Regions from separate parts of the Mus musculus genome. Here all the other regions are linked to region 1. The links are chromatin contacts, called in public HiCAR-type, HiChIP or PLAC-seq and promoter capture Hi-C maps. All regions are on one chromosome and are shown on one strand. The core of a region is the stretch at or near the end of the contact, and the rest is flanking DNA. Distances in the headings are between cores, read along the strand shown. Region 1 holds the start of Commd1 (COMM domain containing 1). Region 2 holds the start of Papolg (poly(A) polymerase gamma). Region 3 overlaps Ehbp1 (EH domain binding protein 1). Region 4 overlaps Rel (reticuloendotheliosis oncogene).

Region 1 (3,222 bases), core at 253-2,752:
ACACAGAAAATAAAGACTTTGTGAAAACAATACATTGAATAGTAATTACATAAATGATAGATACCTTGAATACACTTTAGTTATAACAGCTTACCCAAGGGGAAAAAAAAAAAAAAGTCACAGGAACCAGCTGCCAGCTGGGCAGATAGCTCAATTAGGGCCTGGTTCTGATTCTCCAGCACCCATGAAAAGGCTGGGCATGGTCCCCTATTTCTGTAACCCAAGCTCTGGGAGAGCAAATACAAGCAGATCTCTTGAGTTCTTGGCTGCTCTAGCCAGTCAGTGAGACTGGATTCCAGGTACAGTGAGAGAGAGACTCTGTCTGGAAAGATAGGTAGAGAGTGATAGTGCAAGGTATCCCCCCACACGCCACCCCCCACACAGAGTGAGATAGTGCAAGGTACCCCACCCCATGCCACCCACACACACAGAGGTCACAGCAGGAGATGGTGGTAGCTGCTTGAAATTCTAACACTTGGGAAGTGGAAGGTGGATCAACTACACGTGAGTTCAAGGCTAGTCTGGGCTACAAGAGATCCTATCTCAAACCCCAGGTGGAATGGGGGACTGGAGAGACTGCTTAGAAGAGCCCTAATAATGCTCTTGAGGAAGACCCGGGTTTCCAGCACCCATGTGGTGGCCTATAACCGTTCCAACCACCAGTGCACATGCAGGCACCGCACCCATACACATAAAATAAAAATAAATCTTTTTAGTTAATTTCACCTGTTATGTTGCCCTCTAATAGTTTTCATGAGACAGTCTGATGTATACTTCGTTCCATTTGGAAATCATAGAGTCGACTGCTTTAATGGTGTTTACTCCAGTTAATCAATCCTTTATCTCACCAACCACCTCATGCTAACGCTCCCCAACTTCCACAACCCAGGAAAGCTGGCAAGCACGCTCTCGCTCTCTTTAAACAAGGGTCTCACCACATTGCCCTGACTGCCCTGGAACTCTGTGCAACAGGCTGGCCTCGAACTCACACAACTCTCTGCCAGCCTCTGCCTCTCCAAGTGCACAGATTAAAGGAGTGCACTACAACGCCCGGTGCAACATCAAAGTCCGAGGCGAAAAAAACTCGAAACTTATCTATACTACAGACACAGAAAGTCTTGAGGGAGAGAAAAAAAAATCAATGTTTTCACCGTTATGTGTCCCTAAAACAAGGGCGCAACAGAGCGACCTCCACGGCTCAGGAGGGTCGCTGAGCGCCCAAAGACAGCAGCACCCGAGGCTGGGGGCGGGCCTGAGGCTGCGAGGAGGGCAGGGCTGCTCGGCGGAACCACCGTACCTTGAGAAGTCCTCTCATCTTCGCCAGGAAGGGGCGGAACTCCTCCGGTGGCACTTCCGGATAGAGTTGGCTGTGCAGCAGCTCCTCCGTGACACCCGAGTGTCCGTGAAAGGCGTTCTGCGCTAGGCCGCTCAGCAGCCCGCTCAGGGACTTGCCACCCTCCAGATCGCCCGCCATGGCTAAGGAGGGCCTGCCGCCCAGCGGCTGAGCTCCGGTCCGCTACGGGGGCCGAGAAGGGCCATAAAAGCTGGCAAAGGCAGCCACGGAACGCGATGCCGGGTTCCTCCACTAGTCGATATAAACAGTTCTCTCGTTTGCTCTGCCACACACATCCACTACTTCCACCACAGCCAAATCCACTCAGTTTCCTTTAGAGTCACTGTGTTTTTGTTGTTTCCTTCTTCACTCCGATGTGCAAATGCGCACTCAAAGGAACGATCGCTGGCTGGAGATACCTAACTGTAACTCCGTAAGAATGCCACCTTAATTCTTCGATGGCTGTATCTCATTCTACAGCTTGCAATTAAATGAGCAGTGCCTACTACTCAGTTCTAAGCTCTATAATCTTTTCCCCACGCCCCCCAAATGTAGCTACTTCATGAGGACATGATCTCTTTGCTTGCATTAATTCCTTTGTGTATACCCGTACGTTGTCTTTCTAGCCATTATCAGTAGTCTGGTCTCCATTTCTATAACCACTATTTTTCAAAGCCTTATTTTCATTCTTAAAGTGGAATCGCATTAGTAAATACTTATCTACATAATTACCCAAAAAAAAACCCTTACTTATATTCAGCTATAATAAGCGTGTAGCATGATACTATAATATAGGTGAACCTTTAAAATGTGCTAAATGAGGGCTGGACAGATTCAATGGTTAAGAATGTATACTATTCCTGTAGCGGACCAAAGTTCAGTTTCCAGCACTCGCTTTAGGCGACTTACAACCTCCTGTAACTCCAACCTCAGAAATTGAAAGCTTCCACCAGCAATGTACTCATGTGCACAGACAGGCCTACATAATTAAAAAGAAAAAAAGAAAAAAAATGCGTGAAACGAATGAAGCCAGACATGAAAGACAACTGGACAATCTTATTTACTGCTAAATTAAGCAAATCCATACAAAAATCCAGTTGTCAAGGACTGAAGGAGGGAAGAATAGGAAATGACATAATGGGTACAAAGTCTGTTTTCAGATGATGAAAATGCCTATGAGCAGCCACTGGTGATAACTACACGGCTTTGTCCTTTACCAAAGCACAGTGAATTGTATACACTAAAAGACAGTTTTGCAATATGTAAATTAGCTCCCAATTGGAAAAATTAGTATAAGCTAATTGTAATTTAAAATAAAAACCCGGGCATAGTGGCACACACCTTTAATCCCTGCACTCAGGAGGCAGAGGCAGGCAGTTTTCTGAGTTCGAGGCCAGCCTGGTCTACAAGGTGAGTTCCAGGACAGCCAGGGCTATACAGAGAAACCCTGTCTCAAAAAGACCAAAATAAATAAATAAAAATAGCATACTGGGTTTTAATCCCTGAACTTGGGAGGCAGAGGCATTCTCTGAGTGTGAGGCCAGCCTGGATTACACAGAGAAACCTTGTCTTGAAAAACCAAAAAAAAAAAAAAAAAAAATTAAAATAAAGGAAAATGGTATAATAGACTATGAACTGCAGTGTGTTTAAGCACAGCTATGTCACTGGTGAGGAGGCATGCAAGGCAGCCAAATGCCTCCATCTTTTTTTAAGGAGATGTGTTTGGAACTGTGGCTCCATAAAAGATGTGGATTTGAGGTTTGGGGAGAGGTTGTTCTGTATAGCTAGCTGCATCAGCAAGTCAGGCTCTGTCTCTGGAGTCCTGTTTATGCCCTCCAAACATCACGTGTCCTCCATGTGTCTCACCTAGAGCACAGCTCTTGCCTCAG
Region 2 (3,222 bases), core at 376-2,875, 910 kb after region 1:
TTCTCTCCCATTTTTATCTTGCTGTAGAACAAACAAAACTTCAATTAATTATTTCAAGTTCTATCTATCTATCTGTCTGTCTGTCTGTCTGTCTATGAGAGATAAGGTTGTCTGAGCAAGATTAGTGTGTGATTAATACATGGCACAGACAGATTTTCATAAAATCAAACCAAACAGGAACTCTAAGAAGTAGGTCTCAAAAAGTGTTATGAATTTCACTTACAAGGAAAAAAAAAAAAAACCTTACAGAAATGTTACTGAAGGTACAAAGATAGGTAAATAGAATTCTCACTGACATTCTATAAAAAACTTTTAAATAGCTCAAAATAGTCACTAAAAGTACTACACTGGGCTATGTTTATAAACGGAATACATTAGTTAATAAAAAATAACTAATAATGAAAATATTAACATAGCAAAAGGTCAGAGAGATCATGTTCTAAAGAACCAGTCTACAGAGTAGTAACTGATAATAAATACCCTATAAACAGTTTAAAACAGGTACACAGTTTTTATGGATACAGGGATAGGTACTATCAACATTAAAAATGCAGTAACAAGAAACACCAAACTCAGTGCTCTGGGGCCTTGGAAGAGCGTCGTGAATGCAATCAGAGAAAGGATAGGCGAGTCTTCAGATGTATTGGAATGCTCGACTTCTTTTCAAGAAAGAAAGGTTAAAGAGCTAAGAACACACCCCATGTTAGTCTTAGGGAAAAATGGGTGGTGGCTACACAAATGGTGTTTTGTATTTCTGTGCATTTTTCTGTACGTTGAAATTATTTCCGGATAAAGTGAAAGGTAAGAAATTCTAATAAATTCTTGACAAGTACAGAAACTGCTTCCGACTTATCAAAGTGTGAGCAGGGGATAGATACAGCCCGGTAGATATTGTGGGTCGGTGGGAAGGAACGGGGTAGAGGGTTTAGCCTTTCTCATGGAGCAACCGCAAACCTAGGGGCTCCGCTAGGTCAGTCCCTCTCCGAAAGACCTGAAAGATAGCGGGTCCGGCCGGGAGGAGGGGAGGCAGGGGGATGGTATTTGCGCCAATGCAGACAGAATAGACGGGCTCAGACACGGCTGGGGCAGGAGAGTGACCGACCGTTTTTTCTCCTCAGCCACACGCGCCTTTCCCCCTCATCCTGGTCTGGGGGCGTCCTCAGAGGCGGGCGGCGGGGGGCTGACGGCGACTCCCGAATCCCCGCCGGGCGGCCAGGTGAGTCCCGGGTAGGGGAGATGCCCTTGCGGAGTGGAGGGCAGCGGAAAGCAGAGGTCCCGGCCGGCTGCGCAGGGTGCCAGGCGCAGGGGCTGGAAGCCGGGGCTGCCCACCTCAGCGCACCTCTCTCCACCTCGCCCTCAACCGCCGCCCCCACTTACGCAGACATCTCTTTCATCGCTTCCTGCGTCTCTCTCCAGCGAGTGTCTTTCGCTTTGGGGTCCTGTTCTTGCCCTCTCTTCCTTCCTCTGTCCAATTCCCTTCGCTCGCTTGTAGCTCGCTCACTTCCCCACTCTCTACAGCCGAGGCATTCAACCGAGTAGTGAAAACACCACAAAACCGGCTCTATTTATGACAATACAGCGCGGCCACCGCCAATATGGCGCTACTTCCCAGGCTGCCTCTCGCCTTCCGCGGCTCCGCCCTGCAGCCCTGGGCCCGCCCTCGGGCACACCCCCACCCAGCCTTGAGTTCCCGGGACCCGCCCACCTCAGCGGACTTGCAGCAAAAGCATCTGTCAGAGTGTCAGGTCTCCCTGGTCTGTGGGATTGTCAATTCAGGCAAACCTCTGGGAAGGTTATTTGTCAATTTCCCCTTGTTTCTGCAATAAAAGCATCTAGAAAAAAAACCACCGCTTTCCCTAACACCATTTTAACTCTTCCGTTATCCCACATCTTAAAGTCATAGACTTAATAAGTACACATTGAGAAGATTTTTGTCACCGAGGGTCACACCCAAGAAGGTGCGACTTTAACACAACCAATCCAGGGAAGAAAGCTTATAAATAAATCAGCTTAACTTGTATTCTTTTCCCTCGGAGTACCACCTCCAAGTCCCAATTTATGACTTTGTGGCATTTAGCTGAGATGTTGAACATAATTGCTACTAGTTAGCCGTAAGATAAACCCAAGGATTTCCACCGCTCTGCCCCCAAACCTCACATTTTCAAATAGTGAAAATCATGTTCTGTGTGATTATGACGGTGAAAATGAGGGAGAAAATGACCAATGTTTAAATGTTAAAGGATAAAAGTAATTTCAAACCCTGTCTTTTTCTCCCAAGAGTCAAGCACGGTTGTTTGGGGAATGAGACTCAGTCACGGGAAAGGAGGTTACTTTCTGAATTATTCATTTATTCACTCAAAGTATTTATTGAAAATCTGGTCTGTCAGTTTGTTTATGCTCCATGTTTGATGCATAAAAGCAGGTCTGTGGTTTGACCTGAGCAAGTTCAGAGTTTTCCCATCAAAAGGTGGAGAAAAACTTCAAATATGAGTGATATTCTGCTGCTGCAGAAGTATGTATTACACACTGTAGGAACTAGATTCGTATCCTCAAGAGTTTATTGCGAGTGGATGAGAAAATATATATATACACTATTTAAATACAGATGGGGTCCAGTTGTCATTGGGGGACCAAAAGAGGACCATCTAAACATGGAGGAAAGTCACTAATAGCTTCCTAAAAGAGAGGATTCTGTATATTAGCAGGATTTGGGAGTACAGATTTTGGTAGGTTATGAGAAGACAAAATGGAGCTCAGGAGGTCGCTAGACTGGGATTTGATTCGAAGCAGACCCACCTTTGTTATTTGCTAGCTTTGTGACTTCTAGAACTTTAAAATAAAGTTTACGTTAACCTTGAACTTTTTCTTTAAGAAAAAAATGTAAAGTACACTTACTTTAGCCTGCAGGGAGTCAGAGGATGACTTCTAGAGTCTGTTCTGTTCTCCCTTTTCACCATTTCAGTCGCTGGGATCAAAATTGATTCCTCAGACTTGGCAGCAAACAGCTTTATCCACTGAGCCTTATTCACAGTCCCAATTTTAAACGTTAAAAATACTTTGATATGCGTATCTAATAAGAACACTTTGCTACACAACCATAATATTACTGTGCTCAGGCACCGTTGCCCTAGTATCAGGAGGAGGAGTGACACCCCAGCCTTGCAATTCTTAAAAGCCTCTTAGCTTACTTTCGCTCAACTTCGTTCTTCATTGTGAATTTTG
Region 3 (3,222 bases), core at 273-2,772, 780 kb before region 1:
TGACATATAGGAAACAGTATTTTTTTAACATTTAAAATCAGGAATGATATTGATCCGTTTGAAAAATAACACAGTGACACGAAAATAAATATTTCACAAAGAGAAACTTATCAGTATACTGTTTATTATATTCTGAAAAAGAGTGAAACCTTCAACTCCGGTAAGACTGACTGGAGACTAAAGTCAACACACAAGCGTGCTTATTTTTTAGTTGACTGGGCAGAAAACAGGAAATTCTACACTAAGGAGAAGTCAGTTCATCAGGGCACAGTTGGGCAGCCTCAGAAGGCCAAGCCTTTCGACAGTCTTGGAATACCTCCTAGTTACAGATTTTTATGACCCACAGTCTAATATGCCTGCTGTGTAATTGGGCATTCCAACCTAACTACAGATACACGACTTTCCAGAGTGACAGAAGTTAACAAACCTAATTCATAAAATGCTGAGAAGACAGACTTAGGTTTAGACAGTCACACAGTTTCATGATTATTTCCAGGCAGGGCCCCAAACAAGCTGTTTAAAATGGACTAAAATCAGTACAGGAATCTCTGAAGTAATTGATATATTCTAGTAAACGGTTCATTCTAAAATTAAATGCCGAGTTCCATTTTTATCCTGATTACCATTTTAAATTGAGATTATCTCCTAGGAAAAGATGGCTGGAGGGATGGGTTGTCTTGAAGCGGTATGGCGAGAACAGAGGGGGCAGGCCCAGAGGAGCCAAGAAGGGGCAGAAGGGCAGAGAAGACAACTGTAACACAACTCATCTCTGTTACGTTGCTTTTAATAGTCTTTTAAAGAAAGGGTAAATTTGTTTGCACAGAAAATCAAGACTGCTCTATTTGCCTATTCTTTCAGCTTTTTAAAGTCAAAATTCTTATTCCTACCCATAAAAGAAGGGTAGGAAGCCTAGTTTTTATCAAAGACCACTGACCCACAGTAGAAAAACCAAACAAGGGAAAACCAGAAGGAATTACTTGAGCCTATAAAGATTTGTTTTTCTTGATGTTTGTCTTCTCACAGGGCCCTTAGATAGTCCAGGCTGGTTTCAAAGTCACAAACCTAGCCCCGGCCCTCCCAGGAGCTAGGGCTATCAGTATGTGCCAGAATATCCGGCCAACGCATATTTTTATTTTTCTGTGAATTTTCTACATCTTTAAGAAGAAAATATAATGTTTGCCTAGGCTGACTCTATATTAATACAAACTCTAATAACAAAGAAGCCTCAAAATATACATATAAAGTAGATTTGAGTATGAGGACTGTGGAGAAGTCGGAGAGTGGGTGTGGAGAGTGAGTGCGGGATCATAGGAGAGGCTGAGCTTGGAGCAGCAGTGAGCCTGGTGGCAACCAGTGTTGAACCCTGGAGGAGTCGGAGGAAGGAAGACGGTGGGGTGAAGAAATCATCAGAGAACACCTCCTTGTGACCTATTTTTATTTTTGAAATGCTTCCAGGCAGGCATGTGAAACCTGAACCAGAAATGCAGTAACTGTTATGTGAGGTTACCAACTCACTAAATAGGCGTCCTTCAGAGCTACAACGGAGGAGAAGAGAACTGGAACTGGGATGAAAAGCTACACCTCTATGATGTGGAGCTGGAGCTGGAAGGAAGGGAGGAGGCAGGAGAATGCCACTTTTATTTAAAGTTCTTCCAAGTTTTGACTTGTTGCCATTTGTGTGCAGCAGTGAAAATAAAGACCTAACCTTCCTTTATGTTCACAAATGACAAGAGACCCACGGGGAGGTGAAGTCTCTCTTCAGGAGAAGAGAAAGAACGGTGCTCTCTTGCGCTCTCTCTCTCTCTCTCTCCCTCTCTCTCTCTCTCTCTTTCTAATTCCATCAAAAGGTTCTTGTCAAAAACAGATTTGATTTTCTTCTCTGTGTACCCACGTTAGTTACGGATGATTAATAAAGCGTTCATTCTTCTGTTTGCTTTGGCAGAGAAGTGACTAGGGTTGTGTTAGCATTAAGGAAATATTTCACTTTATGAAGAAAAGATATGAAGTGTTGCTTATTTAAATACACATATGTTTAAAAAAGAATTTGTTCATGTTTAGGCTCAAAACAATAAAAAAAAGTTTCAGTGGAAAGTAAAGAGTTTATTCAACTTAGAAACTTTGAAAATATTATACTTATCCAAAATGGGCTTTTTGGATTTATCTATTTTGATGGGATGGCAAGCTAAATTTTGGTAGGATGAAAAAGAGCGTTAAAAAAAAACTTCATATTAAATACAGCAAAAGTAATCATAATTTTAAAATAATTAAATACACAAAGACATTAAAAATAAAATCCTATAGTATAAAAAGTAATCATATTACAAGAAGAGCTCTCCCAAGCTCAGGGTATCTAAACCCCAGACTGCACCAGACACTGAGAATACACATTTATAAATCAGCACCCTCCTGGATGTGTGCTACTATACCTCAGTCACAAAGAAATGCCAGTGCTATCTATCCTTTCATGCTTGTTATAAAGTCATTTTATAAATTAAATTACTTTGCCTGTCCATCAAGAAATAGTAGTTAAGGCAATTTAGATTCTTGCAATTCCTGCTTGATTTAAAAGTTAAAATCAGTCAAAACCAATAATCTGATTGAAGCTACCCTCTGACTGACTTGAGGTTTTCAGTCATCAGGTCCACCAACACAGAGACAAACAAGGATGTGTAGGGGAGAAATGCTGTAAATAATCTAGGAAGCACCAACTACAGAGCAGAGAAGACAGCTCGGGTCTCAAGTCAGTTCTCTGATCTCCATTTTACCCCTCAGTCGCTAATGAAAGCAACTTACAAAGAGAATAAAGATGAAGGATGGAGCCTGGGTGTGGAGCAAGAATAAGAAATACTGAGGGCGAATGAACTTGTATAAAATTTTAAAGTAAGCAAGACTTCAGACACTGTGCTAAGCTCACAGGCATTCCCTGTAACCAGTGCAGATTCTTTACCCACTCATTTCCCCTCCTTCCTAGCACGTTTGGCAGCTCCCATTTCTTTCTATCAGACCTAAATTATACCCCTCTCCTACTTTTTCCTCCCAATGCAAAATAAAAAAACAAACAAGGCAATCGAGTCTTTTGTGCCTCCCTTTTGTTAGTGGCTCATATGTAACGCAGAGTCATTATTTACAAAGTATCGCTGCTTGTTCAGAATCCTTCTTCCCATCCCCTACCAAATTAAACTGACGATTTCAGGTGGTTCCAGTTAACTTGATTTCATTTTG
Region 4 (3,222 bases), core at 379-2,878, 760 kb after region 1:
ATTTCATCTTGATACAAAGCTTAACTTCTTAAGTACCAGTATCTTGAGAACTTAAAAAAAAATAATTTCATCAGAGCCTTGAAATTCATTCATCATCAAGCATATAAAATCAGTTTGAAATGCAGACAACTTAGTGGTAGAGAGCTAACACCAACCATAACTTGTATGAGACCCTGGGTTCAATCCCAGCATGATGCTCCCCTCCTCTCTGAAATCTAAATATTTTACATTAGGTGAGGTGTGGTGACATATGCCTACAATCCTAGTACTCAGAAGGGAGAGGCAGGTCAATATTCAATTTAAGGTCAAAACAACAGCAAAGATTCCCCTGTTTTGTAGGGGTCTATTAACCATAGCCAATAGTGTTTTAAAGTTCTCTGGTGACTGACTAGCTGAGGTCTCCCTCAAGCATCCCTCCTGCCTCATCCTTCCAAGTATTGGAGCTACAGGATATATCACTATGGCTGCTTCACTAAGAGCAGTGAAGTCATAGTTATCCCAAGATGCCTCAGCCTTACTTTACTCCAGCTCATGAGAAGTTACATTTTGGCTAAAGAAGCTTAGAAAAAAATTACCATAGGTAAATTTGGTATTTTACCAAAAATTATAAAGCTGCTAAAAACTCAATTTGTTGAGGAGTCAACATTTCTTTTTATTTTGTTTGTGATTCTTTTGTTGTTGTATTGGTTTGTTTTTGGGTTTGTTGTTTTTTGAGACAAGTTTTCTCTGTGTATCCCCATCTGGCCTGACACTTACTACAGAGTAAGTGTCCAGCCCAAACTAACAGAAATCTGCCTGCCTCTGCCCCCTGGGTGCTGGTTTTAAAGGAGTGTGTTAGTGCCACCTGGCTTGTTTGTGATTCTTTAAAGTTCTGAAAGCTAAAAAAAATAAATAAAGTCTGGGAGGCAGAAGCAGACTTCCATGAGTTCCAGGACAGCCAGGGCAACACGGAGAAACCCTGTTTGGGAAAAAAACCAAACCAAACCAAACCAAACCAAACCAAACCAAACCAAACCAAACCAAACCAAACCAAACCCAACCTCCCCAAAGCCAACCAAAAAGACAAAAGATGATGAGGACATGCGTGGGTTTCGGCCTTTCTACAGACATGAAAACAATCAGACCTGATCACTTTTGAGATTTGATCTCATCCACTGTTGACCTTGAGGTTTAAATTCTGCCATGATGTTCGGCTTAAATATTCAAGGGATGAAACTGGATAGACTTGGGTGGCACCTTCATGCCTATGGCCCACTGCTGGGCTTCCAAGAATAGCGTGGGCTTTCCATTCCTAGACACAAAAGCATTCTATCCTCTTCCGTGCACATCCAACCTCTGAACAGACCTGAAACCCTGCAGTGGCAACGTCACAGGAGTTAAAGTACTCCCAAAGACTCTCAACTTACACAAAGAAATCAAGTCACAAAATACCAAAAGTAAAGCCAGTAACTGACTTCCCTTGATAAGAAAGTGTCCTCGGAGAGAGCCAGGTCCATATGGGGCAACTTAAAGACGTTTGTCTAAAGAGAAACCTGCTTTTCTCATAGGTCTCCCAAAGTGTTTATCCACCCTGTGATTTTTCTCTCTGGGTATCAAGTGGTTAAGAATGTTTGGATAATAGACTAATCAGGGCCCATGAGAAACACAATCTTTAACTCGGTGTTTCTATTCAGACATTTCTTAGCACAAACCACACCCTAGGAAGTAGGAAGGCCAGGTTTTTAGTTCTTTGGAGTTAGGCACCGAGTCTTTAGCTGTACATGCTAGGTGCTCTATCACTGAACTATAGCTCAGGACGCCCTTTTTTCCACTTTATATTTTGAGATAGGAGCTCACAAAGTTGTTCCCTTGAAGTCACTCTGCAGACTGTGCAGGCCTTAAACTTGTGATTTTCTGCCTGAGTTTCTGAAGACCAGCAGGTCCATTTAGGCTAACTGACTAAAATCAGTCTCTCTTCTTTATCTTGTTGCATGCTGTCTGACAGCTTATGGTAAACTTTCAATATTCCAACTTATGATTAAAACTTGATATGGTACAATTAGACAACCTGGATCACCAATTTTAAGTCTCTCCACAAAAATATAGTTTTTCTGAGACTGTGGAAACACGACACAGCATAGTAAAACAAACTGACTTACTCTACACTAAGGTTTTCCAAATGGAGAACTAATTAGCAAAAGAAAAGGATAGGAAGTCAGCAGGCTCTCAAAAATCAGAACAGTGGTTTGGAGGTGCGGAGAACTTCTGGGGTCCCAAGCATAGTGGTTGCATTGTTTTAATATAATCAAAAATTCTTCAAATTATACCTTAAAGTTTGTCCATGTTTCTGTGGTTGACTATATATGTGATTCTTCATAAGAAAAGAAACATATCTTTGAGAACAAAAGTTGAATACCATTCCCCTCTTATTTTCTACATGGAACAGGGTACATTGTACAATATACAGTTACAAAAATGTTATGAATACAGGCTACTTACATGTCTATGCATGGTAAACTGTCAAGGGGTACCGCTGGGGTATGTAGGATATAACCTTCCATACAGAGGCAGGATTTCTACCTGATACTATACTGGTGGTACTACGATTTCCAAGAGAACAGCTTTGGGTATCAAAGAGCCTCAGGGTAGTTTTTATACTTTTGTTTTATAATTTTGTTGTTGTTGTTGCAATTCTGGGTATCAAACACAGGGCCATGCTCTACCATGAAGCATGTGCCAGTGTCTGTATAGTTTTTTGAAGGAGGAGGAAAGAGGAAGAAGAAGGAGGAGGGGGAAGAAGAGGAGGAGGAAGAGCAGCAGTCGACCAGAAGAGAAGTATGTCTCACAGGACAGGTTATCTTGGCATCATTACTTTTCCTGCAGGGTGAAGCACCTTTCCCATTAAAAACTATATCCTCAAATATGATTTTATAATTATCCCCCTTTTCTAATAAATAGCTACTATTTATACAGCACCAGTTAGGCCAGAGTGTACGTCAAATGCTAGAGTCCCAGAGATAAGTGAGAAGCACTTAACTGACTACCATCCGCTGAAGGTCTGTAATATAGGAGCAGAGAGAGGCAGAGCTGCACCTCTCAGCTGTAGCAGCAGGACCAAGCCTTGCAGAGAAGCCTGCTGTTAAAAGCTAAGTGTTGGGAGCACAGGCAGAATAGGTTACATCTATAGACACCTGTGGGAATAAATTCAACATGTTCCAACTACAACGTCTAAGAGGAATAAGG

Evidence for each region. HiCAR-type assays count read pairs that join an accessible place to other places. HiChIP or PLAC-seq counts read pairs in DNA pulled down with a chosen protein or histone mark. Capture Hi-C pulls out chosen DNA fragments and counts their contacts.
Region 2: a promoter capture Hi-C map of adipose tissue shows a contact between it and region 1. The contact joins the promoter of Papolg here to the promoter of Commd1 in region 1. A contact is called at or near these places in 1 of 39 promoter capture datasets (liver), 2 of 115 datasets of contacts at active chromatin or transcription factors (astrocytes and fetal liver) and 1 of 9 other capture datasets (adipose tissue).
Region 3: a HiCAR-type map of kidney shows a contact between it and region 1, with 5 times the contacts expected there. The contact joins the enhancer-like site here to the promoter of Commd1 in region 1. A contact is called at or near these places in 9 of 39 promoter capture datasets (the 3T3-L1 cell line, 3T3-L1-derived adipocytes, cranial neural crest and 5 more) and 4 of 115 datasets of contacts at active chromatin or transcription factors (bone marrow-derived macrophages, kidney, large pre-B cells and 1 more).
Region 4: an H3K27ac HiChIP or PLAC-seq map of extraembryonic endoderm stem cells shows a contact between it and region 1, with 3 times the contacts expected there. The contact joins the enhancer-like site here to the promoter of Commd1 in region 1. A contact is called at or near these places in 8 of 39 promoter capture datasets (the 3T3-L1 cell line, the C10 cell line, the HPC-7 cell line and 5 more), 1 of 484 Hi-C or Micro-C datasets (LSK cells), 1 of 115 datasets of contacts at active chromatin or transcription factors (extraembryonic endoderm stem cells) and 1 of 9 other capture datasets (pancreatic islet).

The regions. Positions count from the first base shown.
Region 1 is chr11:22,980,782-22,984,003 of GRCm38.p6, forward strand. It overlaps Commd1 (COMM domain containing 1), which reads right to left and starts at 1,503. Exons shown (of 3, transcript NM_144514.2): 1 at 1,298-1,503. The coding sequence starts at 1,474.
Region 2 is chr11:23,893,645-23,896,866 of GRCm38.p6, forward strand. It overlaps Papolg (poly(A) polymerase gamma), which reads right to left and starts at 1,626. Exons shown (of 22, transcript NM_172555.2): 1 at 1,378-1,626. The coding sequence starts at 1,394. It overlaps Gm12061 (a long non-coding RNA gene), which reads left to right and starts at 608. Exons shown (of 4, transcript XR_872317.3): 1 at 608-801; 2 at 1,119-1,216.
Region 3 is chr11:22,196,694-22,199,915 of GRCm38.p6, forward strand. The region is part of intron 5 of Ehbp1 (EH domain binding protein 1); the gene reads right to left. Among named protein-coding and RNA genes, the nearest start is that of Ehbp1, 88 kb to the right of the region's middle. Within about 2 kb of position 1,523, at least 12 of the 459 cell types and tissues checked have an H3K27ac peak or open chromatin away from gene starts, as enhancers often do. A contact at or near this core is called in kidney, where this site is marked.
Region 4 is chr11:23,736,958-23,740,179 of GRCm38.p6, forward strand. It overlaps Rel (reticuloendotheliosis oncogene), which reads right to left. Exons shown (of 10, transcript NM_009044.3): 10 at 1-3,222. Among named protein-coding and RNA genes, the nearest start is that of Rel, 32 kb to the right of the region's middle. Within about 2 kb of position 1,629, at least 1 of the 459 cell types and tissues checked has an H3K27ac peak or open chromatin away from gene starts, as enhancers often do. A contact at or near this core is called in extraembryonic endoderm stem cells, where this site is marked.